Regions from separate parts of the Gossypium hirsutum genome. Here region 1 is linked to region 2. Evidence: chromatin contacts called from public Hi-C data. All regions are on one chromosome and are shown on one strand. The core of a region is the stretch at or near the end of the contact, and the rest is flanking DNA. Distances in the headings are between cores, read along the strand shown.

The links. A called contact is a pair of places that touch in the nucleus more often than the background predicts.
Region 1: a contact with region 2 is called in a Hi-C map of leaf, with 3 times the contacts expected there. The contact joins the promoter of LOC121203473 here to the promoter of LOC107897516 in region 2. A contact is called at or near these places in 4 of 34 Hi-C or Micro-C datasets (callus, leaf and petal).

The regions. Positions count from the first base shown.
Region 1 is chrA10:16,290,063-16,293,245 of Gossypium_hirsutum_v2.1, forward strand. LOC121203473 reads right to left here and starts at 1,474. Exons shown (of 2, transcript XM_041078794.1): 1 at 975-1,474. The coding sequence starts at 1,075.
Region 2 is chrA10:16,080,592-16,083,962 of Gossypium_hirsutum_v2.1, forward strand. It overlaps LOC107897516 (transcription factor TGA4), which reads left to right and starts at 2,063. Exons shown (of 10, transcript XR_001684169.2): 1 at 2,063-2,349.

The sequences.
Region 1 (3,183 bases), core at 224-2,723, 210 kb after region 2:
CGCAACTAGCCTAACAAAACAGCAGAAAATGCAATTAAGTTCATTTAATGAAGCAACTATTCTTTATAAAAAAAGGAAAAATCCAAGTGCTACTCAATTAACTTCATTAAAAACAGCAGGCACAGCAATTATGTTGTGTGGACACAATCTATACTCCGCTCCATTTTTATATTTTCAATATATACCCTAACAGTATTGATGACTAAATTATAATAATTTTAAAAATAATTAGTAAAAATATGAACAGATTATAGATGTTAAACTAAAATTAATAAGGTAATATACGTGCCCATCCATCCATCTAGACTCTATTGCCATCTCCCCATAAAATAGAAATTGTTGTGTTTAAAATTTTTCTTTTTCTGAAAAAAGAAAGAAAGAAAGAACTATAGTATAGTTAGTAGACTTAATAAAGTCGCACAATGTTATAAACAATTAAATATGTTTAAACTAAGCCTTGAAAGAAAGCATAAAGTTGGAAAAAAATTTCATTTTCCTTCCATTGGTGGATTGGGTTTTTGTGGCACAACTTTGTGTTAAAAGTAACTAATGGAAACACGCTTTACGGTTCCGTTTGGGATGCGATTTCATAGTTTTGATAACAAAAAAACAGATAAAGGGGGCCCAAAGCCAATAATACTATTCACATAATTTCCCCAAATCCACTGTATGTCCAAATTATTGAAGCACCAAGAATTCCCAGTTTGTGTACCATTTCTAGCTGTTATGTTCTAGTTTCTAACGTTTCTTTTGATTTGGACTTGTCTGTTTTGGGTTGAACTAATCAAATGAATTCCCAACTCAAAAATCCGTCAGAAATACTCGAATTTTAATTCCACAAAAAAAACTAAACTCAAAAGAATCTCAATCAAATCCAAACACGAGACATAAACCAGAGATCCAAATACGAAGCAAAATAAGCCAAAGGACTCAGACCCAATAGAATAAAAGGAAAAGAAGAGTTGGGATTATACCTGGAAACGAGCGGAGACAAGCGTTGAAGTATGATGAAGAGCAGGCATTTTATCCAAGTGGGATTGGGAGGAAAGGGAAGCGGAAGCGGAGGAGGAGCCATCGGAGAGATCCAAAGCGAAGGGGCTGCTGAAGCAATAGAGAAGAAGTATTAGAAGGAAGAGTACGAGTATTTGGATCCAAATTAGCCATGGAATTCTGTAGCCTTCGATGGTTAGTTCATCTCCAAAATCAAACATATTATTTGCTGAATGGTAGGTGAAAAGCTGAAGGGAAAACAAAGAGGGGGGGGGGATCGAAAGTAAAAAAAAAAAAAAAACGAATGGAAAGGTGAGATTTAAGTAATGATATGATGATTAATGGAAGCTGAGTGATTAAGAAAGTGAAATGTTTGATTGTAGCAGAGGACCACGCGCAAACTAATAGGCGTGGTTCAGTTGCGAATCAAGTGGGATCCTTCCGTCGCTGTAAAGTTTTGTTTCACAATACGATTTTCTTCCGATATTGTGATTTCTGTTACGTGTTGATAGTTATTTGTTTTATTTTTTTTCATAAATTAACATCATTATTATTTAAAGAAGTAAGAAGACAGAAGGAGGGAGCTTACGGAAAAAGTAGACATTGAATTTAATCATATAAACATAAAATAAGGATACTTATTCATAAATCCAGCCCCTCATAAATTTTACTAATATTTGAATTGATTTCATCTCGTCTAAAACCATGCTATTCCCAATTTATAATATTTTTCTATTAAATTATTACATGATTATATATAATTTGAATATCTTAAAAAATTTTCACACATAATTTTTTATTTTTTTAAACATTATAAAACAATGGTCAAATTTTATTTTTGCCGTTAAACTATACTCAAACTTGAGATTTAATCTATACATTTTAGTTGTTGACATAAATTTATTCCTCTATTTTTTATAATGTCATTAATTAGTTTAAATAGTTATATTGTTAACATATCAATCAAAATGTTGACATCAAATTTTCTTGAAAAGCACTATTTCAATAAAAAAATATTTTATCATAACGAGTTCGAATTGATGTTTTTAAGAAAAAGAAATTCTTAACAAGTATTCACAACATGACTACCAAGTAAATATTTTTTATTTCAAAATTTTATATTACATAATTAATTTAAAAATTTTAATGATGATAACAATTGAACTTAAATTTTTATATCTAAAAGTAGATGAATTAAATTCTTAAAGATAAAAATAAAAAAATTAAATTCTAAATATACAAAATGTATAAATATTTTAATTTTTTTACCCTATAATTTTAATACAAACTAATAAATACAAATAATAAATTTTTTTAATAACTTCATTAAAAAGTGTTTAGATAAAGATACGGTCCATTATAGAGGCGTGGGTCTAGCGTGTGGAATCACGACCATTAGAGAAGCGTGATGCTGTATCTTCGAGGTGTCCAACGTGGAATGTAAGTGGAACTACCGCAAAGGCAGGACGCGTTGATACGAGACGATACGCTGACGTGGGTGTAGTGTAACAAATTGCCACCCCTTTAATCATCTAAAGGAAAACGACATCGTTATATTATGATTCATTTTCCACAATAATCTAGTAAATTGCAATCCTTCAATCATTAACATTTAGAGACATGAAATTTACATGATGCTTTTTTGGACCGTGTACGGTTCAAAATAACCCCATCATTGGCTTGTAAGAAGTACTCTCACGTGCAAAGAGCCGGGGCGGTTCCATCTGTTCAAAATTTCACATTAACCTCGTGTTAGGTCAAATAAAAGTTATTTGTACACAAAATTTCACATTAACCTCGTGTTAGGCTCAAATAAAAGTTATTTGTACATTCTTCTTTTATATTTATTTCACCTCAAATACACTTTCTTTATTCTTTTTCTCTTATTTCTAAATTATACTTTATATTTATTTAAATAGCTCAAATAAGAATTGGTTGTACTTAACATTCACATTCAAAGCACTATCACTTATGTATGTAAATAATTTTTTTAAAGGGAAATTTATTAATTTATTTAATAAATGAAATTATTATGAAAAAATTTAATAATATTCATTGTAGTTATTCAAGATCAAGTTCTATCAACACAATAAATATTTTAACCTCAACATCAATAGAATATTATGACACGTTGACAATTGGCGGCTATTTTACCAAACTAACCCAAAACAATTAAATATTTACAAGAATAAC
Region 2 (3,371 bases), core at 813-3,312:
GGTAATGGGAATACTAAGAAGCTTATATCTATCTCATTGTGGGTTCTTTGGCACAGGAGGAATAGACTGGTGAATGAAGGTCTTAATTTCGCTTTCTATGAAGTTGTGAGACTTGTTCAAAGCTTTGCCCAAGTTTCAAATTTTAGTCAAGTTTTCAGTTTTCCATCTGTTACGCATAGGACTCTTCTATGGCAGCCTCCTATTTCTGGTTTTATTAAACTGAATTTTGACGCATCATTTCTAGAAAATTCTAAGACTTCTATTTCAGCAGTTTTAGCTAGAGATGAGGAAGGGCAGATTTTAGGTGCTTGTACGTACCCGATAGCGGATGTGGCAGATGCTTTTGTAGCTGAGACGAGAGCATGTGAACGGGCTCTTTATTTTGCGCTAGATATAGGTTTCAGAAATCTCATCCTAGAAGGTGACTCTCTTACTGTCATCAAGAAACTGACATCAAACAAAATAGATAGATCTATTCTCAGCCCAATTTCACAGAATATTCGTTCTCTTGAGAGGTTTTTTGAGAAAGTGTCTTACCAGTTTGTCTCCAGAAAAATAAATAGAGCGGCGCATGCTTTAGTGGTGGAGGGACGACATCGGGTATCTCCCTGTTTTTGGGTTGAGGAGGCTCCTTCCTCTGTTGCAGATTTGGCTGAGATGGACCGCTCTGCTTTCTTCCTTTGGGTTTGAGATGTGAGTAGACTTTGAAGATTGGAGAAGGTTCGCGGAATCTCCTTTGCTGGGTTTCAAAGTCGATTTTCCTGATCTCTGTTTTGTGCTTCTAATGGGGTTTTTCTCTGGAAAGCTTTTGGCTGATATTCCTCTTGTTTTCTGCTGGTGGTTTTCTCTTTCTGTGGCTGGGTTTGTGTTGGTTTGCTTTGTTGGTTTTTACTTTTGATTAGTTAGCTTCTGTAGTGGTTTATTTTTGTCGTTTCTGCTTCTTTTTAGTCTTTCTTTATTGTTGTGTCAGTTTTTTTTCCTACCACTTTATTAATTGGAATATCAACTTTACTTAAAAAAAATATGTTATCATATGTAATAACATATTAACTTGTTATTTTTACATATTACTCACTAAAGAATTAGTTAATAAATTAATTTACGTCAATATTAAAATTTCATAATTTAAAAAATATACTAGATACTTAAAATGATCTAATTGGATAAAATAAACTAATTTTACAACTGTATGCATCAAAACTAAAATTTTAAATTTTAAAAAGTACAAAAAAATAAAATTAACCAATTAAAAAAGAAGAATTTACTTTTATAAAATTTATATGAAGTTAGGATGTAGAGATTTAGTTTTAGGTTTTGGTTAGGGGAATATCATGGAGAGAGAGAGAGAGAGCGAGAGAGAGAGAGTGTGAGACAGGCTTGAAGTGTTGAGATCAGCATTGTCTCTAACAAGTTGTGAAGGGGTGGGGCAATTAGAGCAAATATGTAAGGAAGGGTCATCATTTAATGATTAATTAGGTTCACCAAACGTCTAATTAAACTAAATAATATTTTTTGAAAAAGGAGAGAGTGAGATTCAAGCGCTGGTTAAGAGCGTGAAGTGGAAGGGAAGAAACAGGAGAAGGGACAAAATTTTACGCCGGAAACTGACGTGAGGAACACGCAGGAAATCAATGCGCGTGGATTAAAGGAAGAAAGTTGAGTCGGGTATAAAATAAACAGAGCTAGTGGAAAGATGACCATTTTTTAAATAAAAATAAAAAACATTTTGTATTTTTCTGAAAACCTCTAAAATAATGGCTAATGGGTAATGTGCTGTTCAACTCACTGTGGATTACGATATTACGAAGACAAATCTAACAAGTAATCATTTAAAAAATACTAATAGTAACCACAGAATATATAAAAGTTAAATGTTGTAGTGCAAAAACGTGCAATTGTTCCATTTTTTTATTTTTTATTTAAGGACTTTAAATTATTAAGTTAAATTCAATAAATAATTTTTAATTTTTGAATACGAATAATCACAGTAAAAAGATGAAGATTGTGTGAAACAGAATCGATCAAATCCAATTTTAAAAAATATATTTTTTGAATATTAAAATTTTAAGTGAAGGTCGAGTTTCTTCAGCTCGCATTACGTTATTATCCTGATTGTAGTAATACAATAAAATAAAATAAAGGGGAAAAGATGCGATCAGTGTGAAGGGCGATTGGGGTTCCCAGAAGGATTGGTGTTGGGGCATTATACGACACAAGCTTAGGGGTTTCGCAGAGAAGAAGAAGAAGCTATTTCCTTATGGTTTTTGAAAGGAATTTGTTTTCTTTTTTGCTGTTTTTGGACCTCAAATTTTAGCGGGAAACTTGTTCTAACGACTCTTTTAACAAAAGGTTGGTTTGTTTTTTTGTCTTTTTAATTGTTTGGTTTCCGGAAAAGCTGGGGAAAATCAATGCGAAGCATACCAACTTATTTGAATTAAAACAAAGCTTCTTCCTTTCTATACCTATATCTCTATTTTTTTTTTGTAGTTTTTGTAATTTGAGTTATCTTCTGTTGTTTTTCTCGCAAGATGGATTAATAAAGTATTGGAAAAAAAATTCTGTTTTGGAGCTCAGAAAATGGATTTTCAGTTGAACCATGTTATTGGGTAGCCCTCTTTTTTCCTTTTATTAATTTTGAATTGGTTTGAATTTCATTCAGAGGGGAAAACAGATTGAATAAATATTGATTGTGATTATTATTATCATAGTTATTTGAGACTTTGATCTTCTTTTTTTTTGTTGTTATTGAATGTCTCAATTAGATGTTTTCAAATCATTTTCATCCAGATTCATATGCAATAGCTTTATCCTTTTGGTTTATCTTAACTTCATCTATAGCAGAAGAAGCTCTTTGTTCATATTAGGAAAGATCATATGGAGGAATATCTTGTTATTGTAGTAGGAATAGCCTATGTTGATCGTGATTTTTTTTTTTGAAGTATTTGCGTCCAATACCCTTATTTGACTAATGTTTGATTAAGGATTGATCTTTAAAGAATCCTCTAAATATATGAAAATTTTGAAGAAAAAAAATTATTGAAACGCTACTCGTATCAAATATATCCAGGTCCGAGCAACAATAGGTCCACCATGAAAATAAGAGGTAAGTTCAACAGTGACCTCCAACAATGGCAAGAGTTGACAGCATACGACTGAGTTGGATGGAGGATAATGATATGAAAATAAGGATGTCATGATTGGGTTTTCAATCTTTTTCATACACTTGGATACAAATAAACCATATTTTCTTAGAAACCACTAAATTGAAGTTGATTGTGATTCATTGGTTGCCCTTCGATGGGACTATAAACTCTATGAGCTTGGAAAGTTAAAGAGGGGATATCGTTGTTCATCGTTTTTTCACTATTCAT